3 separate regions of the Cricetulus griseus genome follow, and regions 1 and 3 are each linked to region 2. The links are chromatin contacts, called in public Hi-C and Micro-C maps. All regions are on one chromosome and are shown on one strand. Each heading gives the region's core, a stretch centred on a gene start, on an enhancer-like site or on the middle of the called end of the contact. The rest is flanking DNA. Distances are from core to core; before and after follow the strand shown. Region 1 holds the start of Bcl2 (apoptosis regulator Bcl-2). Region 2 overlaps Bcl2 (apoptosis regulator Bcl-2). Region 3 overlaps Bcl2 (apoptosis regulator Bcl-2).

Evidence for each region. A called contact is a pair of places that touch in the nucleus more often than the background predicts.
Region 1: a Hi-C map of the CHO-K1 cell line shows a contact between it and region 2, with 4 times the contacts expected there. The contact joins the promoter of Bcl2 here to the enhancer-like site in region 2. A contact is called at or near these places in 4 of 8 Hi-C or Micro-C datasets (the CHK-Q cell line, the CHO-K1 cell line and fibroblasts).
Region 3: a contact with region 2 is called in a Micro-C map of the CHO-K1 cell line, with 2.6 times the contacts expected there. The contact joins two enhancer-like sites. A contact is called at or near these places in 2 of 8 Hi-C or Micro-C datasets (the CHO-K1 cell line and fibroblasts).

The regions. Positions count from the first base shown.
Region 1 is chr5:77,717,143-77,721,397 of CriGri-PICRH-1.0, reverse strand. Bcl2 (apoptosis regulator Bcl-2) reads left to right here and starts at 1,917. Exons shown (of 2, transcript XM_027417861.2): 1 at 1,917-3,682. The coding sequence starts at 2,921.
Region 2 is chr5:77,640,394-77,644,467 of CriGri-PICRH-1.0, reverse strand. All of the region lies in intron 1 of Bcl2 (apoptosis regulator Bcl-2), which reads left to right. Among named protein-coding and RNA genes, the nearest start is that of Bcl2, 77 kb to the left of the region's middle. Within about 2 kb of position 1,622, at least 5 of the 6 cell types and tissues checked have open chromatin away from gene starts, as enhancers often do. A contact at or near this core is called in the CHO-K1 cell line and fibroblasts, where this site is marked.
Region 3 is chr5:77,552,033-77,556,094 of CriGri-PICRH-1.0, reverse strand. It overlaps Bcl2 (apoptosis regulator Bcl-2), which reads left to right. Exons shown (of 2, transcript XM_027417861.2): 2 at 2,675-4,062. The coding sequence ends at 2,809. Among named protein-coding and RNA genes, the nearest start is that of Bcl2, 170 kb to the left of the region's middle. Within about 2 kb of position 1,729, at least 1 of the 6 cell types and tissues checked has open chromatin away from gene starts, as enhancers often do. A contact at or near this core is called in the CHO-K1 cell line, where this site is marked.

The sequences.
Region 1 (4,255 bases), core at 668-3,167, 77 kb before region 2:
TTTAAGAACTAAATAAATCTTTTAGACTTGGGAGGAGGAAAAGCTGATATCTGAATGTGTTTATATACTTCATAGGAGCCATCTGTCTTGTTTCTGTAACAATAACCCAGCAAGCCTGTTTGTCTACCCAATACATGCCGTTTGTCCTTAAGCCCTGTGCATCTGTCTGCAGAGCTGTGAGTGTGCAGTTTTTCTTGGTGCTTTACTTATTTATCCACTTGATATCTTCTCTCAGCTGCTCAAGATGGATAGCACTCCTGGGGGGGGGGCAGCCTCCACACAGTGCTAAGACTATTGGCAGAGGAAACAATGTTACTGAATTATTATAAAGCTCTCAACACATGCTGCTCTTCACTGGTCCACTGAGAGTTAGGTCTGTCCTTGGTCACCAAGATGGCCTTGCAGAGATGCAGGTTAAAAGGGCATGGGTGCTCATGATGTGTTCTGTTTGGAGACTTCCACGACATTCAACATACCACTTGGGATTTCCCTTGGCTATTCTTTAACAAGCCAAGGAACATCAATGACTGCCGGCTACCAGCAGACTAGGAAACAAGGGAAGCATGCGTTGATGCTCTGGGCTTCTGCCCTCCAAACCAGAGGAGTACTCAAACCTGTTCCAGATAATGGTGTCTGGACAAAGAAGCCCTAGCAAACAAGTATTCTAACTTTGATTATTCTGATTATTTATTTCATTTGCAATTAATATATAGGAGACTGTGCTAGGAGTCACATCTCTTCGCCCAACGGCTGCACACTGGTTCTGGGGTCAGTAATCTCTCTGGTCACTGAGAGCTGATAACATAGTGTTTTTGTTTTTGTTTGTGTACACTGCACACATGGTTAGCTACGGGTCTGTATGATTGTATACACTCACTGCATGTGGCTGTACACACTACACATAGTTTAAAGGGGCCATGCGATTGTAGATACACTACACACATGCTTGGAGTTGCTAATTGTGCACACACTGCACACACATTTGTAAGGGTCCATTCAACTGTGCACAGTTTTATACACAGAAAAGGTCCATGTGACTATTAACATATTACACATGCAGTTAGAAAAGACTGTGCACACCCTACACACAGTGATTGTGCACACAATACACGTGCATTTAAAAAAGGGTCCATTGAATTGTGCATATCCCATGCACGCGGTTAGATAGGGTCCATGTGACTGTGCACACATTCCACAGAAAAGATTCATGCGATTGTGCACATAGTCCACGTTAGAAAAGATCCATGCAATTGTGCATGCCCCACACTCGGTTAGAAAGGGTCCACGCGACTTGCCACTTGCCCGGCCCTCGCTATGGGCGCGCCCACCCAGCAGCCAGTCCGGCAGGCCCGAGGAGGCCCCTCGCATACCCACCGCGCCGCGGCCGCCCGGGAGGCCCGCGCCACCCACCGTCCCGAGCCCAGCGTAGCCGCGGGTGGCCGCCACCCAGGCCAGTGTCCGCGGCTCGGCGCGCGCTCCCCCGGGCGGCCGCGGCGCCTTTAACCCGGGAGGCGGGCGGAGGCGGCAGGCGGGCGCTCAGAGGAGGGCTCTTTCTTTCTTCTTTTTTTGAATGAACATGACGTACTACAGGAAACCAGGCGCTCCGGCGGAGAATGAAGTAAGAGGCCGGGCCCCCAGCCCCGCGCCCGCCCCCTTCCTCCCCGGACCGCCCTCCCGCCCTGCGTCCGGGTCCCCGCCGAGCAGCCGCCGCCACCACCGAGGTGCCCGGGCCCTCCCGGCCGCAGCCGTCACCGCCGAGCCGGCTGCGCCGCGTGAGCCGGAGGACGCGGCCGCCAGCACCGCACGGAGCCCAGGAGGAGAAAGGGTGCGCAGCCCGGAGGCGGGGTGCGCCGGTGGGGTGCAGCGGAAGAGGGGGCCGGGGGGGGGGAACTTCGTAGCAGTCATCCTTTTTAGGAAAAAGAAGGGGGGGCTAAACCCTCCCCCACCACCTTCTTCTCCCGCAGCGCACCACACACAGCGCGCGGGCTGCTCGCTCGGCACCCGGCGGCCCCGGCGCGTCCCTGCCTGCATTTATCAAGCTGCTCCCCCCCACCCCATTTTTTTCGGAAAACGCATTGGCCTTTTGGAGTTTAATCAGAAGAGGATTTTTGTCCCTGTCCCCCCCCCCCTCTCTTTCATCGTCCCCCTCGCGTGTCTCTGCCGTGGAGGGCTTAAGCAATCCAGTGGAGACGGATCCATGCCTGCGCTCGAGCGTGTGTGTGCGAGTGTAAATTGCCGAGAAGCGGGGGAAATCACAGGACTTCTTCAAATGCTGGACTGAAAATTGTAATTCATCTGCCGCCGCCGCTGCCTTTCCGGCCCCTCTGTCGTGCTCTTGAGATCTCCGGTTGGGATTCCTACGGATTGACATTTTCAGTGAAGCCAAACCGTGGGGACGGGACGCAATCTGGAAACCCTCCTGATTTTACTCTACCTAGCTCTCCCCCACCTCCTCCTCATTGCAAGTTTCAAAGAAGCTTATACCAGGAGACTTCTGAAGATCGATGGTGTCGTTGCCTTATATATTTGTTTGGGTTTTACCAAAAAGCAAAACAAAAAAAGAGGGGGAAACTTGACAGAAGATCATGCTGTCCTTTAAAAATAAGTAAGTTTTTTGCACAGGAATTTGGTTTAGTTTAACTTTCAACGGACGCATTTGATTTTTTTCTTTAAATACATTCGAGCAAATTTAATTTCCAAACAGTTTAATGCAGTCTCTTTAGTGTGTAACTTGTAGCGGATATGCCCTTCCTCCCCTGAGTATATAAAGAACACACCTGTTTTTAACTTGCCAAGTCGTCCCTCCCCTCACCTTTCAGCATTGCGGAGTAAGTAGACTGATATTAACAAAGCTTAATAAATAATGTGCCTCGTGAAATAAAGAACCGAAAGGAATTTGAATAAAAATTTCCTGCATCTAATGCCAAGGGGGAAACACCAGAATCAAGTGTTCCGCGTAACTGAAGACACCCCCTCATCCAGGAATGCAAAAGCACATCCAATAAAAGAGCTGGATTATAACTATTTTTTTTTCTTTTGGGGCTGTGGGGCGGGAGTCAGGACGAGAAGTGCTGTTGATATACCTGCAGCTTTTTTTCGGGGAAGGATGGCTCAAGCTGGGAGAACAGGGTATGATAACCGAGAGATCGTGATGAAGTACATCCATTATAAGCTGTCACAGAGGGGCTACGAGTGGGATGTGGGAGATGTGGACGCCGCGCCCCTGGGCGCCGCCCCCACCCCTGGCATCTTCTCCTTCCAGCCTGAGAGCAACCCAACGCCCGCTGTGCACCGGGACATGGCTGCCAGGACATCGCCACTAAGGCCCATAGTCGCCACCACTGGGCCTACCCTTAGCCCCGTGCCACCTGTGGTCCACCTGACCCTCCGCCGGGCTGGGGATGACTTCTCCCGTCGCTACCGTCGCGACTTCGCGGAGATGTCCAGTCAGCTGCACCTGACGCCCTTCACCGCGAGGGGACGCTTTGCTACGGTGGTGGAGGAACTCTTCAGGGATGGGGTGAACTGGGGGAGGATTGTGGCCTTCTTTGAGTTCGGTGGGGTCATGTGTGTGGAGAGCGTCAACAGGGAGATGTCACCCCTGGTGGACAACATCGCCCTGTGGATGACCGAGTACCTGAACCGGCATCTGCACACCTGGATCCAGGATAACGGAGGCTGGGTAGGTGCATGTCTGACTGAATGAGTCTGGGCTTTGCTCTCAAAGCCAAGATGCAGAGAGGCTGGGGACTTAGTGGATCCTGGGTCAAAATGAGCCATGAGCCAATGAATGAAAATCCAGTTTGTAGCTTTGCTCCCCGTCCCAGTCCCTTTCTCTGGTCAGATCACACCCTGCCAATACTGTGCTAGCTCCTGCCTGCAGGCTGTAAAAGAGCAAAGGTCCAGTATTTTTGATCCAGTAGGATCTGAAGATAAATGGTATCCCTCCAGTGAGTCCCAGAGTTACTTGAAGTCTGAGTAGCTTGTTGCAGATGTTCTGGTTCCTGGGTAGGAACCAGACCTCCAGCTTTCTCTGCATCTTAGGCTACTCTGTTGGACTAATAACTGACAAGGTCCAACTAGACAAATAGGCTCCACCAGAGGACGCAGGCATACCTTTTCTGACTCACTTGGGAACATTTTCCCAAAGAAAAACAATACAGCCCCCTTTCCTGAAAATCATAGCTAAGCTTGTAAAAAAAGGCATGCTGTGTGTGTACATTGAAGAACAGACTGTGAATGCTCTGTTCCATCG
Region 2 (4,074 bases), core at 373-2,872:
CTTCTCACTTAAACTTAGTTGGTTGATTTGACAAAGGCTTCTAGAATTCCAGGTACTTTAAAAGTGAGATTCCTTCAGTTCTACTTCCAGCAGGATGTCAAAATTGTTGGCTAAATTCCAGCCACTCATTCTTTATATTCTTAGCCCCAAAGGGACCAGAGCTAATGCAATGCAGTCTTCACTTAGGATATAACTCAGAAGTACTACCCGCACAGAGCATAATATTGTGATAGATTAAGTGAGTGCATTTAGTGAGAAAGCTACTGAAAGAAGCTATCAGATACCCAATAAGGTAACAGAAATGGTTTAAGAAGCACCAAGCCCAAGAAGTTCAAGTTCCTCCTAGCCTGAGGCCCCTGCATTTAGCCATCTGACAGCACTGCCTGGGAGCCCCTGCCTTCTCTCACAGAGAAACAGAGAGCAGCTTGGCCCCAGCCCTTTCCCAACCTCTCCAGAGCCCGGTTGCCAAGAGAGCAGAAGCTGCTCAGATAGAGTGCAGAGGAGGAGGACACAGCCGTCTTGCGTGGAAAGCACATGTCAGGGCATTTACTGACAAGTAGGTATAATTACCGCATACACATATGAGGGCTGCATTATATCAAAACTGTCTAAATAAACAGAGACTCCACTGTCTCCTTCCAGCCCCACTGGGTATTTATGAATGGGATTGCTTCCTCATTTTCTTCTAATGTCAGCAGCAGGGAAGTCAGAGAGCACTGCCTCTTAAATGAGGAAGACCGAAAATTCACGTGCTTGCACCCAGTGCTGCAATAATGCTGTAGACTGGCTTTCTCATTCACTCTCCCATTGCCAGGGCTGCCTGCCCCCTTCCAGTCCCTGTGGGAGTTGTCCCGAGTTTTGATTTCCAGGGATCACTTTTGAAGACCCAGCAATGCTTAGGTGATATTGAATTACTGATTACCCTCTGGTTTTGTTCCCACTGGAGGCTTTCTGGACAGCCACTGATGTGTCCCATTTAAAGCCCTCAGTGGCATGAACTCTCTGGGTTTCTGCCCACATCACTGCATTCCTAGGATGCCATTCACAGGCCTTAGCAGATCATCTGACAGTGCCTGTGAGGTCAACTCACTTCATACATAATGAGATGCTCACAGCCACCAGAAAGCCTTTTTGCTCTGTCTCTCCTTGGGCAAGCATACATGCTCCACTGCCCCTGGTTCCTTGGTGAGGAGCCTCTGCGTCCCACTTAGTTTCACATGATTTAGTGCTGAGCAGGGTAGGAAAGTGATTGCATCCTCTACTGGGCCCCACAGAACAGTCACCACCCACACTGTTTATTCAGACTGGGATCTTGGCCATTTGGGGTTTAAGCCAGAAGGAAAGGGGAAAAAACCAACCCTGGAATGAACGCTTTTGAAACTCTGTATTCAGGATGAAATGTGGCCAAGGATTCTTTTTAAAATCTATTTAAAATCAATTAGTGGGATCATATTTTCATGTACAGTGGATTGTTAGCAAAAGCTAATTGTCTCTGTTCTCACCCAGAGTTTGAGCTTGGGGTAGATGCCCTGCCATTAGAATCAGCCCTCTGTTTTGCCCCAGTGGCTGATGCTAGTACCAAACTATGTGTGGGCAGTTGGGTAACCCTGACCTTTGACCAGCTTTCCATATGAGAACAAGGAGAGAGGTGTGAGGAGGAGAGACTGATGTAAACAAGCCTGTTGGGCAGTCCCAGAGCTTCCCTTGGGGGAAGAGACTCCAAGGAGGCTTAGCCCAAAGTGTAGAGTAGGAGACAGCAAGGGGCAGATCACAGGCCTGGGGAGGAGGAGCAGATCACAGGCCTGGGGAGGAGCCTCCAAGAGGTTTCTTGTCCATCTGTCTCTAGTCAGGACAGAAAATTATCGCAGACATGGGAGATTGTATCGTAGTTTTAAAGATCTCAAGAGGAGATTCCGGAACCTCCCTTGGTTACCCACCCTGCTATTTAGCAGTTCCTCCAGCCAGGAAATTCTTTCTTATTTGCAGCCTCAAATGTGCATGCGGTACTGCTTTGGGAGAAGCTCCAGGCCCAGACCACTCCCACAGCATGTTTACTCCTCTGATGGGATGGAGCCTATTACTGGCTTCTCCTTTAACTGCAGGGGCTTAGAAATCCTTCTAGAACAGTCTATAGGCAGCCCAAGATGGAACAGGGCAGAGGGGAGGCTAGGGGCCTGAGGAATGGCATTGATGAGTATTAAACAGGTTATGGATACTACTTCTGGGCACTTTGTGTATTTACTGAACTAAAGAACAAAGTGACAAGCCAGAGAGTGAGCTTTTGACCATGTGCATGTGGAAGAGGCTGAAGCTCCTGCAGATTTTAAAAGAAAAGGAAAAAGAATCACCAAATGGGGCTGGAGAGATGGCCCAGTGGTTAAGAGCACTGACTACTTGTCCAGAGGACTGGGGTTTAATTCCCAGCACCCATATGGCTGCTCACAGCTGATCCGAAGCCCTCACACAGACATATGTGCAGGTAAAGCACCAATGTATATAAAATTAAAAACAATCCCCTCCCCAAATCCCCCTGGAACCTAGAGGCTGGGATTTCACTGGACTCCAGATGAATTCTTTCCCTAGCTTTCAGTACAAGGAGCCAGGTCGGAAAGGGGCTAAGCTGGTGTGTTTGCCTACCATGACAAGGCCCTGGCTTCACTACCAGTAAACCAAGAGCACCTTGTGCTTGTAATCCTAGCATTTGCAAGGTGGAGGCAGGAAGATCAGATCTTCAAGGTCATCCTCAGCTACATAGTGGGTTTCAGAGTAGCAGTGATGCAAATAATACAAACAAGGGGTCTGGAGAGGGCTCGGCCCATGTGTGGTGTACTCCCAGTTTCCAGCATCCAGTACCTCTAGTAGTGCCTCTAGCCCCAGAGGGATCTAACACCCTCTTCTGGCCTTTTCAAGCACCACACACATGTAGCATACACTCATAAATGCACATACAGATAAAGTCTAAAGAAAACAAATAAGTAACTAAGCGCTAAGAACCAGAGAGGGTAAGAGACCCACCACAGGCAAGATCTGGGGTCACATGTCATTGCAGGGGTACTCCTGTCCTTGACTCTACTGACTGAATGCTGCTCTTCTCTCACTTCCCCGTCCTTGTCCTCTTCTTCCTCCTCAGCTGATGTGTAGTGAAGACTCCGCTTCTCCACAGTGAGTTACAGACCCATTGAAAAGACATCAGATGACCCGAGCAGCTGGTTGGTTCCCTTTTTATTGGATTATGTCATTGCTTTTCTTTAGGCAGAGATTTGTCTCCTCCACCCAGCTCCCCAGTGTACTTGCCTCAAGTAGCAGTTCCCAGTGTTAAATGAATGACTCAGTGAGTGACATGGTGTTCCTAGTGTGATGAGTGAGGAGGCTCTGAGCGCTGAAACAGTAAACCGCATGCCCACTGTGGGGGCCACAGGCCCTGCCATTTAATACAATGCTCATGATGATCCTGCCCTGTGCCCCTCAACAGTTCGAGGAGTCTCACAGGCGTGGCCAGAGGAGGTGTTGTCATTGGGTCAGCAGCACCCAACTAAGGTGGCTATTGGCAATTTCTTATGGGACCTCTAAAATACAGGAAGATGGAGGAGAAGGGCAGGTGAATATCATTTGCACACAACCTCTTAAAACATTACCTTCAATCCCAGCACCAGGGAGGCAGGGGCAGGCAGATCTCTGTGAGTTCAAGGCTAGCCTGGTCTACAGAGTGAGTTCCGGGACAGCCAGGGCTACACAGAGAAACCATATCTTGAAAAACCAAACCAACAAAACCTTCAAAAATTATGAAACTTAAAAATGCAAAACAGTGCAGAGAATAATGTAAACACTGAACACCCACAGCTCATTTAATAAATATATTTTTTCTTTTCTTTTCTTTTCTTTTCTTTTTCTCTTTTTCCTTTTTTTTTTTTTTTTTTTGGTAGCCCAGTCTGGCCTGGAACTCACTAGTAAGTTCAGCCTGGCCTTAAAACTCTCACAGTCCTCCTGCCTCTGCCTCCCTAGTGCTGGGATTAGAGTTGTACACCCACCACATCACATTTCAACCACAGTTTATAAAAGATTTGTAGAGAAACT
Region 3 (4,062 bases), core at 480-2,979, 88 kb after region 2:
TGACACATGAACTTAAGTAACATGTTACTTTTCCTAGTAGCCTCCAGTTGTAAGGCTATGGCTGAGGTTCAGGCCTGGATACTTTACTTAAGGCCACAAACTGACAGATTTTCAGAGTGGAGGTGGGGGTTGGTTCACCCAAATCCTTCTGTAAGTTCAGAGGCTGTCCTAGACCTTGGGGCTTCAAACCCTGCCCCCACTCTTTGGGCCAGGAGGGACTTATTTTGCACACCTCACTCTCAGAAGGTGTTTTTTTATTTTTTTTATTTTTATTTTTTTGTTGTTGTTGGTTTTTTTTTTTTTTTTTTTTTTTTTTTTTTTTTTTTTACACTGCACTTGACAAATGACCCCTGGGATGCTCTCTGAAGTTGTTTGTGAAGGGGTGGAGCTATAAAAGGCTTATCCAGCTCCAGAAAGGGAGGGGTCTGGAGAGACATTGCTTCAGTCCCCTAGCACTGTGTATCTCCAGAATTGTCTCTGCTTCTGTCACTTTCCCAGATGGCTGTACAACCATGAAGGTCACATGACCAATAGTTCCATTTGTTTTAGATTTTACCACAGAAAACTGAAGGACTTCAAGGAACAGCCTGACCCTGTCAGTGGAAGCTGAATTTAAAACAGCCCAGGAAAGATGCCCTGAGGAACAAGGGTGTCTTTAGCTGGGCCTTTAGGTCTCACACATTCATGGCTATTAAAGAGATGGGAGAGGACCACTGGACGTGATAGCTGTCTTTCTTCTACCTCCACCAGTCAGTGGTCTCCCTCATGTACAGGGAAGGCTGCTTCTTCATGAATCGTCAGGGTGGAACCTGAGCTGTGACTGAGAGAACTGTGCTATGTTTCATTTGTGCTCTTTGCTCTTTTCTGAAACTCAAATTTAGACATGCTCAACAATGGATATGTAAGAGAAATCATTTGCGCCCCCTCCTGGCAAAAATTAATCTAGCCCCTCCAGAGATGCCCAGCATTTGCTTGTGGGCCAGCAATTCAGCCAGCCCTTTGCTAATGTGGCCAACACCACTGATGTTCACCTAAGCTGTTTGTTCTTCTGTGGCCTTGGGTCTGAGTGTCCTGTGAACTGGAACATCTCAGCCATTGGTGCCATTGGTATTTGGATCTGAGTTGTTCTAACAAGTAAAGGTTGTTCAAGTCTTCCAGGATGTTGACATCCCTGACATCTGCCCACTACATACCAATAGCTCCTTTGCTCCAAGTAATGAGGACCAAATATTTTCAGACATCACCAACTGTCCCCTGGGTTACAAGATGGTCCTTCATATGAACCACTGCTTTAAACTACAACTAGCTTTGCAAACAATGCCATTGGTCAGAAGGCCACTATGAGGTGGCAAGGACAATTCAGCACAAACTTGTCATGGTTATTGGCAACAACTCTGATGAATTGTCAATAGAGTTCCAGGAACCTATTATTTTTAAAATGAATGACTAATCACCTTGTATACAAACGTATATCATAATATTGCTTTTAATTCCTAAAGTTTGAAACACTATAAAAATTTGTTTATAAAGTTTACAGGATACCATGCACTCATGAAAAAATATCCATGTAAATATGTAATTCACAACAGAGCAGTTCCCCTCATCATGCCTTTATCCCCCCCTTTAAGGATACTTCAGGATCCTCAGAGGTGGTTACAGATAGAAGGGACAGATTGATAAGCTTGCGGGTGAGGTAGGTCTGACTCACAACAATGTGAGGGCTGAGAAAATAGCCCAGCTGGTAAAGCGCTTGCCGCACCAGCATAAGGAACTGCTTTTAGTCCCCCAGCACTGTGTGAAGCTAGATGTGGTGGCACACATGCAGAGTCCCAGTGCCAGGGAGGGCAGAGCGAAGGGCGTTGGCTTGGGTCTGGGTTCTGATCCTGACACTACCATTTACTACACACATTCCTTAACTTCTCTGAGTCTTGGAGGCTTCCACCACCCCCTTCCTCAGTAGGGTTTTAAAAAGCAAATTCCTAGAAGTGAGCTAGGTTGACTATTCATCAAAACTGCAGCCAGCAATCTAGGCAGTTAGGCTGAGCCATTCTCACTCCCTCACAGCTGTCCTGTGACAGAAAGCCCCTGTTCCAACAGTCAGGCAAGATTTTCATCTTCTGAACAGGAAGAACTAACATGATTTTGTAAGATTGGTATGAATATATAAAATGATGCATGCCAGGCGTCTAGAACAGTGCCCCGGATACAGTACAAACACGGTAAAACTGTGTGGGAGATGTTGCCTGTACTATGCTTTATCATTTTTTATGAATGGCTAAGCTAGCAAAAAAAAAAAAAAAAAAAAGCAAAACTGCCAATTTTCCCCAGTGCCTTTACTGACTTACTTATCGGGAACAGTTTCTTATCCATAGCCCTCTGTGATAGTTACTTGGGTCGAGCCCTGTTTCACAAGAGCTTTGTACAATAAGCGCTTCTAGTCTGCTTTACATATTACACACTGCAGAGTCGAGGAGCACCTGGCATGCATACGGGCTGCCAGGAAACACTTCTTGACTGAGTAATCTGCTTTCCAATCATGGGGGTTGCTTGGCATGCTGGGGGCCCAGGGTACTGCCCTGTTGGTGAGGAGGCCTTCTGAGTTCTCTTGGTGACTAATGTTCTTTTTTTGTCCTTCTTTCTCCACCCCACCCCCCACCCCCCATCCCCGCTACAGGACGCATTTGTGGAACTGTACGGCCCCAGTGTGAGGCCTCTGTTTGATTTCTCTTGGCTGTCTCTGAAGACCCTGCTCAGCCTGGCCCTGGTTGGGGCCTGCATCACTCTGGGTACCTACCTGGGCCACAAGTGAGGTCCACAGACCTGCTCCCCAAAATATGCAAAAGGTTCACTAAAGCAGTAGAAACAGTATGCGTTGTCAACGATGTACCATAAAACAAAGTTGTGATCTTTTTTTTCAAAGCTGAACACACACACACACACACACACACACACACACACACACACACACACACACACATACATTCAGGCAAACGGTCGAATCAGCTATTTACTGCCAAAGGGAAATATCATTTATTTTTTGCATTATTTAGAAAAAAAGAGATTTATTTATTTAAGACAGTTCCATTGAAACTCCAGGCTTTGAAAACCCTACCAGGAACTTTCAAGCATCAATTGTGGCTCAACATGCTAGACTGTGCCAATGGATACCAATCTGTTTTCCATATTGGCCAGACTGGCCCACAATCTAAAGAGCAAATGGCCAGGACCTGACTGCTGGGAAGCCTGTACTCTGGCTGCTGGGAGCTGGGGGGAAGGCCTGCATGGGATCTATATAAACTGGCCATGGGGGCTTGGATACTGTAGGGAGAAGACACCTACAAGGAATTCTGTTCTTCCTTGGGCTGGAAAGGGACTTTGTATATGATTCACATGGTACATACCCAGTCAGAGGACAGAGGCTGGGGACTTCAGATGGACTTGGTACCCATTGAGACGTCCCCACTGAAAGACACTGATGGGAAAATGTCCTTAAACCATAGGAAATTATTTTTTTAAGCTACCAATTGTGCCGAGAAGCATTTTAGCAGTTTATACAGTATCATCCAGTACCTTAAACCCTGATTGTAGATATTCATATATTTTGGATATACCCACCCCTCCTCCAATGCTCACTCTGAGTAGCAAACAAAAGCTTCTGGATTCAAGGAAGTGGACGTGTGGTGACTTCTTCAGCATCAGGAAGAATGGCGTCACCCAGAATGTCAGGCAGCCACAAGTGCCTGCTTTTAGGAGACCAGCACCTGCAGAACCTACCCTGTGACCGAGTGAGGCTTCAACCTGGCTGAGCCTTGGCCCCCAAAAGTCTCATCATGGGGGTTGGAATAGAGTGGTTGGTCTCTGAATGTCTGGAAGCTGACAGAGCTCGGAATTGCACAGTCAAAAAGAGCAAGAGCGAGACTCACTCTGGGGCCTGCTTCATCTGGAACATGAGTGGTATGACTCTTCATAAGACTTTTGCCACTGTAGAGAGAGAAGGCAGGCTCAGTGCCCGTCTGCCAGAGGTGTGGTGAGGGCAGGGACATCACCACACCAGAAAGGAAG